2 separate regions of the Rattus norvegicus genome follow, and region 2 is linked to region 1. The links are chromatin contacts, called in public Hi-C maps. All regions are on one chromosome and are shown on one strand. Each heading gives the region's core, a stretch centred on a gene start, on an enhancer-like site or on the middle of the called end of the contact. The rest is flanking DNA. Distances are from core to core; before and after follow the strand shown. Region 1 holds the start of Appl1 (adaptor protein, phosphotyrosine interacting with PH domain and leucine zipper 1). Region 2 has its middle 17 kb from the start of Hesx1.

Region 1 (3,998 bases), core at 151-2,650:
TAGCTAAGTAAGAAAGAAATATCAAGAATAAAATACCCATACAATGGAAGAATTGGCTCTAAACTATCTTTCCTCAAAACTAAGGATCTCTTCAGGAGGGTGCCTGTTTGATAGAGAATTTAAGGGGCAAGTTCTCATAAAAGGATCATATCACTGAAGATAGTTCTGTGGAACTATATAATTGAAGTCTATCATAACACTCCTGAAACATAGTTTTTAATCTTTCAAGAGATCATGGGGGAAAATCGGGTAACTTTAATCTCAAACATGCAGCCTCATCTTTATTACCATATTTGGATTTGCTCCAGGGTCTGGATTTGGTTCAGAGCAGCTGGAGAGCCAGGAGGCTAATACCCCTCTCTCAGCATATCATACTTTTTGAATGATAGTGGAACGGACTGGTGAATTAATGGGGAGATTTTTTTTGGAGGGGGGAATGTTAGTGATTTTTGTCATTTTCCCCCTGTGTATCGATAAACACTACAGAAAAATAAAAAAAAAAAAAGTGTGAAGCAGGAGAAAAGGGTCCATCAAGGCTGAATCCATAAAACACAACAAAACAAAACAGGCCAAATCTCCAACTGTGTGTGAATTTCACTCTACAGTCAAGGAAACCATAGAAGCTATTTGAGTCTCTTCCATAACTTTTTGGTGAAACAGAAATGCCAGTCGGTTTGTGAGAGAAGCGTTTAACAATGGAGGTAAGTCCTCCAGTAACTGTATCTTTTAAATTTTCATTTAGAAAAAAGTTTTCCTTTGTGATCTACAAGAAATAGGGTGATCGTATTTTCAGCACTGTCAAACTTCAAGGCCAGGTAAGAACTAATGAACTGTCAACAAAATCAAGGGTTTTAAACTGATGCTGATAGCCGGGTGTCCAGGAAAAAAAAACAAAACGGTTTACTACTACTACAAATTAAGGTAAAGCCTGTTAATGACACAATTGCTGATTTCACAGATTTGTATGTAAGCACCACTTGACAGGAGTTAAGACTGAAAACTTCGAGCAGGTTTGGGAAGGTTATGGCGCCAGGCGTTGGGGTTTTTCTATGGCTGCTGATGAAATACGGTGCAGGTCCCCTCGAGCCGTAGTCAGTCCAGGCTCAGGTTAGCGGTGCGCCGGCGTGATTCAGACTACGTGCTCAAATACGCGCGCCCGACGATGGAGGTAGACGCTCGCACACAGCACGGTCCGCGCGACCACTGGTCAGTGGAGAGCCCGCGGTCGGGGAGGAATTCCCGGCCAGCCCCGTAGCAGTGACCGGCGTCGCAGCGATCCAATGGTGCGCTGGAGGCGGGGCTGCTGGGCATAGGGGGGCGGGATTTCCCGCGCGGCGGCCGCTGAGCTCGGGGCTGGGGCGGCGGCGCCTGCGAGAGGGCGGACCGGGTCAGCTGCTACAGGCGGGGCCGTGCGCGGAGCTGTGGGCGGCTGCCGAGTGTCCTGCCGCCGCCCAGCCTTCGCCACGATGCCGGGGATCGACAAGCTGCCCATTGAAGAGACCCTGGAGGACAGTCCGCAGGTGAGGCGCGGGCGGCGGCTGAGGACAGCGCGCGGCCTAGCGCGGGCTTGGAGCCTCAGGTGCCCGCGGCCCAGGTGGACGCCGCCGTTCTGGGTCGCTGTCTGCCGGGGCCGCGCCCTACATTCCCGGGTCGGGCTAGAGGCCCGCGCGTGCTCGCGCGGCTGGGCCACGGGCGGGGCGGAGACCCGGCGGCCGCCGCTGTCTCTGGTGGGGCCTGGCGCTTGAGTCCGCGCCGAGTCTCCTCTGCATTTCACGGGAGGTGCTGTTTTTATCGCGATGATAGGATGTGAGATAAGTCCTGGTCGTGGCGTTTTCAAAGGAGGCCCGGCATTCGGGGGACCGCAGTGGCTAGTTTTCTTAGGAAGGGGCTGCGAGCAGGAGTGTGCAACGCCGGGTGGACGCAGGAGTGCGCTCCTTGCTTCCCGTCTTGTATCGGTGCCCGAGTCTCAGGCTGGTGACTGTCACTTGAGCTGTGCACCGCGGGTGACGGAAGGCGCCTACGCTGCTTCGAGGAGGCTGAGGCTTTGGGTAGCAGATTTGGCCCGAATAAATTCGTCAAAATGAAAGCCCCGTTTTTGTGTGTTAGAGATGATGCTGGTGTGCTTGCTCTGGCTGAAGACAATTTGTATTTCTTTTTCTGTACTGAATGAGATCAATTGTGTTTTAAAGGGTGTTGGGGCCTCTAACTTGTGTAAACTTCATCCTTATGCCAACCTTTATATATAGCGAGAGATATAAAACAATGTTGCTGGTAGATTTTTTAAAATATTACTTGCTGAGAAATACATACTTCATATGCATTTGTAGTTTAATATGCGCCCCTCCAACCAAAAAGAAAAAGGAAAAGAAAAGGGCTAGCGTTTGTTTTCCTGGATGGCACTTTTGCCGTGGATTTTGTGCCACTTTTGATTTCCAAGTTGAAATTGCGCTCAGATTGTAGAATTGATTTATTCTTTTCTCTGAAGGCTATCTTTATAGGCCAGTTGCTTGAAGGGATTCTTATCAGACTGTGAAAAAGAGAAGCCACGTTTTGGGTTATCTCGTAGTTTAAATTGTGCTTAGTGATTTTCTCAGTGTAAAGTCTTAAGATATATTTATTTCAGATGATCTGCTGCAATTTTGTGGTTGTATTGGTCAGAATTTTATCGTTTTCCTTTTTAAGAATTAAGACTCAGTACGCTGTCTGAACTAATTTTTCCCAGCTGACTTTTTATAGCTCAATAAAGACTATAAAGAGAATGGGTTACACAGTGCCCTATCTATGACTTTTGATGTAGAGACAGCCCTGAATTTTCAGTGTAAGTAGTTTACAGCTTGAATCAGTCTTCATTCTGTGTAGCTCAGACTAGCCTCAAACATGAGCTTCTCCCTGCCTCTGTCTCCCTGAGTACTTACTGCAAGCTTGAGCCATAATTACTTTCAGTTGTAATTGTTGTCTTTTAATTTAAAATTTGTTTTTAGGTTTGTAGGTGTTCTATTTGCATGTGTTTAACAGAGATCAGAAGAGGGCGTTGAATCCCTTTTTACTGGAGTTACTGATGGTTGTGAGCCATCAGTGCTGAAAATTGAGCCTGGTTCTCTAGAAGAACAGTCAATATTTTAACCACTGATTTATCACCCCAGCCCCTGTTTTTTAATTTAAACAGTGGTTTGTTTGATACTGGAGACTGGATCCAGGACCTTGCACTTGCTAGGCAAATGCTGTACTACTAAGATAAATCCTCAATTTTGCTTTTATTTACTTAATTTTTGTGTATATGTGTGTTACACATGTATGTGTGTATTTGCATCTCTGTGTATATGTGCTTATGTGCATGGAGACCCAAAATTGGTGTAGCTTCCTTGATTGGTTTCTGATTATTTACCGACACACTGTCTTCCTCAGAACCCTGAGGGTTTGCAAATTCAGCTAGTCTAGTCAACTGGCCCCAGGTATCCTGTCTTTGTCTTAGAAGTACTGAGAGTACATGTGATCTCCATACCTGCCTAGTTTTTACAAGGGTTCTAGGGAATCAGGACTCTGGTCTTCAAGCTTGCAAAACCCTTAATCTACTGAGCCATCTGCCCAGCCCTATTAGTATGTGTTTATGTGTGTGCAAGTACTCTTGCATATGCACACGTGTAGAGGCTAGCGGATGACCTCAAGTGTAGTTCCTCCTCAGCCTCAGCCTAGCTTGTTTTTTTTTTTTTTTTTTTTTTTTTTTTTTGAGATAGTATCTCCCTTTGAGACCTGGGTCTCTCATGGGATCGTGTTGGCTAGGCTGGTTGGGCAATAAGCCCCAAGGATCTGTTTGCCTTCCTGGCATTGGGATTACATGTACCTGCTACTGTAACCAGCTTTTTACATGGGTGCTTTATAGCTTAAATGTCTTCATAGTGTTCTTAAGTTAAAATTCCTAGACTGTATATTTCCTTACGTGAGTTAACAGACTTATCTTTTAAAAATGTTTTTATTAGCACATATTAATAATGAGTCAT
Region 2 (4,019 bases), core at 1,362-3,861, 42 kb before region 1:
ACAAACAAACCCAAGACAAGACAAGGAAAGGAATGGAAAGAAAAGAAAATGGGAACAGGGCCATCGACTAACTGATCTAATGTCTGAAATCCTCACTGACCCCCGTCCTCCTCCATGCCCTGAGCACCTGGCTTACAAGCATGCACCACCACACCTGGCTCAGAGGGGTTCTTTCCTCCCTTCTTCCCTTCCTCCTCTCCCTCCTTCTTATAAACATTTACTTATTTTTTGTTGTAAGTGCTTGGGTGTTTTGCGGACATCTGTGCACTACATACATGCAGTACCCAATGAGGCCAGAAGAGGGAGGGAGAGAGCTTCCTTGGGTACGGAGCTAGAGATGGTTGGTAGCCATCTTTTCTGGGAACCAAACTCAGGTCCTCTGGAAGAGAAGAGGACCTTTACTGCACTTAACTGCAGAGCTATTTCTTTAGCCCAGAGCATTTTTTCTTTCTTTCTTTTTGATGGAAAATCAGATTTATTTTTCCCAGCATAAGACTTTCCGTAGTTTCGACAGAAACCTCGTTTACTTATCCCACAGGAGGACCTGCCGTTTTCCTAGGCTCCTGCTCTTTTGCCTTTTCCTTACTGGCTGATTATTCCTGGATCACTTTCCTGTCTCAAGACCATAGGACTTGGTTGTTCGCTTTGCTCGCACAGCTCTTACCGCAGATACAGGAGCAGCCTCACGCTTCAGAAGAGCCGCACATGCGTGCGTGCGTGCGTGCGTGCGTGCGTGCCTGCGTGCGTGCGTGTGTGTGTGTGTACTTACGCGTGTGTGGAAGCCAGAAGTCTACGTGAGGGTCTTCATCAATTGTTCTCCATAGGGCCTCTGTATTCTAACCTGGCCTTGAACTTGTTTTACAGCTGAGGTAGATCTTGAACTCCTGATTCTCATTATAGGAGTGGGTCACAACACCTTCCAGTTTACTTTTGAGACAGGGTTGTTCACTAAACCTGGAGTTCACCAGTTTGGCTGGGCAGGCCTCAGTCACATAGCCACAGCTCTCCCATAGGGAAAATTATGGCCGTCAGTCATGGAGGGGCAGCGCCCACAAGTCCCTCTCCATGTAGCTGAAGCATCTCAGGCCAAGCCAATAGGAAGCACCTGCGGACTGTATATAAGACCCCAAACTGCATATCCAGAGCCCTGATGTCAGGAATAGGGTGTGTGTGAGAATTACTCCATCTGTCGTCTGAGAGCATCTGTCACAAGAGCCGTAACACTGCCTGCAAAGAGAATGCTGTCCTGAAGCTTTTACCACCAGAAGTCTCCAGCACCCCCCTCAGGCTAGACAGCCCTCCACCAGTTCAGCTCGGCCCAGCATAGCCAGTGCAGCATCTCACAGCAACAGCAGCTGCAGGAGCAGTGGCACCAGAGCAGCAACAATGGCGGCGGCAGCAGTGGAAGCAGAGGCCATACCCCCTCCTGGTTTGTGCGTTTTCCCCTTCGCTTGAACCCTCCCACTGGGCTAGCCAGAGGTCTCCGTGGATAGCCTCTGGTACACAGACTGACAATGGTCACAATTAGGTGGGAGATATTAGCTATTAATACTAAGTTAAACACACAGCATATGAATTAATTATCCCCTCTTTTAAGGACAGGCTTGAAGACTGAACCAGAAAGAGTTCTATAGCGAGTAGACTCAGACACTTGTCTCAGCGACTTACTGCCTGAGAACGTGTGCTGGGAAGGCCCACTGAGGACAGACTGACCCATAGGGGACCACTTTGAAGGTCTTTGGGATTTTTAAGTGACAGTCTCTTTTTGTATCAGTTCCTGTGTAACATAGTCCATGGGGGTACATGACACCAGAAAGTGTGTTCAGGTCTAGCCAGTTGTATAAGGGCTGGCCATCCCCAGAGGAGCTGCTCACAGATCAAAGTGGTCTGTTTGGCTAGGCTTATTCGATATTGTTTGAAAATGTATCCCCGCCTGGGAAGCTTAACCAGAAATCAGGACTTTAGGGAGTCTGCAGCAAGGACAAGCACTGGGTCTCGTTCTTTCTCTGTGCGCGCGCAGCCTTCCTTCTTTCTGCTTCCTTTTGAAAATCCTGCCCCAATTCCTGTGGTTCCAGAGGCTGCTGGTAAGGTGGCCCGTCTCCCTGGATTAAGACTAGTCCAGGGGTTGGGGATTTAGCTCAGTGGTAGAGCGCTTGCCTAGCAAGTGCAAGGCCCTGGGTTCGGTCCCCAGCTCTGAAAAAAAGAAAAAGAAAAAAAAAAAAAAAAGAAAGACTAGTCCACCCTTAGAGCCAGGCATGCTAGAGATGTCCACCAGCAAAGGAGGCCTAAGATAACAAAAACAGTGCTCCCTTGAGCTCGGATCCAGAGAGAGCTTAGACCTTCCAAGCAGCCTTCCAGTGTGAGCCTATGGATCTCCTAATGCACCACAAAGATTCAGCTTGTTTCTTCCCCCGCCTCAGGGAAACATCTGACTCATCCACTGGCCTTAGATGGTTTCTTTGCTATTGTTCCAAGTCTTGAAATAGAAGGTGCCTTTTGGCAGATGATCCTCTTTGTAATTTAAGAGAAAGGCCCAGCTTGGAATGCAGTTCAGCGGTGGAACTCTGCCTAGCATGTGCAAGGCCCTGGCTTCTGTCCACAGCACTGCAAGATTTACGTGAGAGTCTGTGCCAAGGTTGGACTGTAGACAGGCAGACACAAAGACACAGAGCACGAGGCTTCTACGAATGCTAGTCCAAGTACGGGCCCACTGTCGGCCACCCTCATGTGCTGTTCTAGAGTACAGCACGGCTCTCATCCCGTCCGAGCCGTCCAATGGTTCACACTAGCCTGCCTTTCCCGTACTGCCACACCCGTGAGAAACCAGCACACAGTCTCCTCAATGTCTCATCGACCTGCGCAAACCTGTAATGCACAGGACAGTTTGAGCATGGCCGACTCGGAAATCGAGCTTACTAACTAGACATAGTGTTTAGTATGCATATACATTGAGTAGGGCATCAAACCGAGGGTCCACCAACATTTTAGGTAAGTGATCCGACGCTAGGGCTACGTTCTCAGCACTTACAGTTCTTAATCTTGAAAAGAGTTTGAAAGCATTTGTGTGTGTGTGTGTGTGTGTGTGTGTGTGTGTGTGTGTGTGTGTGTGTGCATGTGTGTTATATGGAGACTAGAATAGAGTGTTGGATGCCCTGGAGCCAGAGTTGTAAGGCTCCATGTGAGTGCTGGGAAATGAACCTGGATTCTCTGCAAGAGCAGCCATCTTTCCATCCCAGTGCTCTTGACTGCTGTCAGTGCTCCAGTTCCTACTTCTTTATCTTTAATCTGAGTTTCTATAGGCAAAACAGCACCCTAAAGTTCCCTGTGCTGCTTTTCCACACAATGCATTTGAATTAATCTGAACTTCATTGTCTTTGGTCTTATTTACACTTAAGAAATGAATTCTATTTCTTTTTCTTTTTCTTTTTCTTTTTTTTTCCAGGGCTGGAGAAATGGCTCAGTGCTTCAGAGCATTGGCTGTTCTTCCAGAGGTCTTTAGTTCCTTCCCAGCAACCACATGGTGGCTCACAACCATCTATGAAGGACCCGATGCCCTCTTCTGGCATGCAGGTGTATACATAGATAGAGCACTCAGATAAATAAAATAAATAAAATCTTGTGGGGGGGAAAGAGATGTTTTTTCTTTTATCCTCACCTTTAAGTTTGAAACACTGATACAGAGTCTGAGAGTCGTCACAGTTTGTATCATTGGTATGTGCAGGAAAGCTCTCTCCTCTCTCCTCTCCCCTGTCCCCAGGCTCCTGTTCCCTACATCAATCTCAACTCCCTCAAGGCAACCAGTCTCATTTCCTGCTTTGTGCTTTTGTGTATCTTTAAATCATAACCAGATATATCTATGCCTTCCTTTCTTGCTTGTCCTTCCCACACTTTAAACATGCACTCTTTTGCACTCTTCTTTGTTCTGTAGAACAGGATACACCCTGCTGGGGTGGTGGTGGCACATGCATTTACACTCAGGAGGCAGAGTCAAGCAGATCTCTGTGAGTTCAAGGCCAGCC

The links. Hi-C and Micro-C count contacts between places; a contact is called where the count stands out from the background.
Region 2: a Hi-C map of mammary epithelial cells shows a contact between it and region 1, with 2.2 times the contacts expected there. The contact joins the enhancer-like site here to the promoter of Appl1 in region 1. A contact is called at or near these places in 7 of 12 Hi-C or Micro-C datasets (the A7r5 cell line, the Rat2 cell line, Schwann cells and 4 more) and 1 of 1 datasets of contacts at active chromatin or transcription factors (oligodendrocytes).

What each region holds. Positions count from the first base shown.
Region 1 is chr16:2,170,798-2,174,795 of GRCr8, reverse strand. Appl1 (adaptor protein, phosphotyrosine interacting with PH domain and leucine zipper 1) reads left to right here and starts at 1,400. Exons shown (of 22, transcript NM_001399084.1): 1 at 1,400-1,520. The coding sequence starts at 1,467.
Region 2 is chr16:2,213,868-2,217,886 of GRCr8, reverse strand. No RefSeq gene overlaps it. Among named protein-coding and RNA genes, the nearest start is that of Hesx1, 17 kb to the right of the region's middle. Within about 2 kb of position 2,611, at least 14 of the 93 cell types and tissues checked have an H3K27ac peak or open chromatin away from gene starts, as enhancers often do.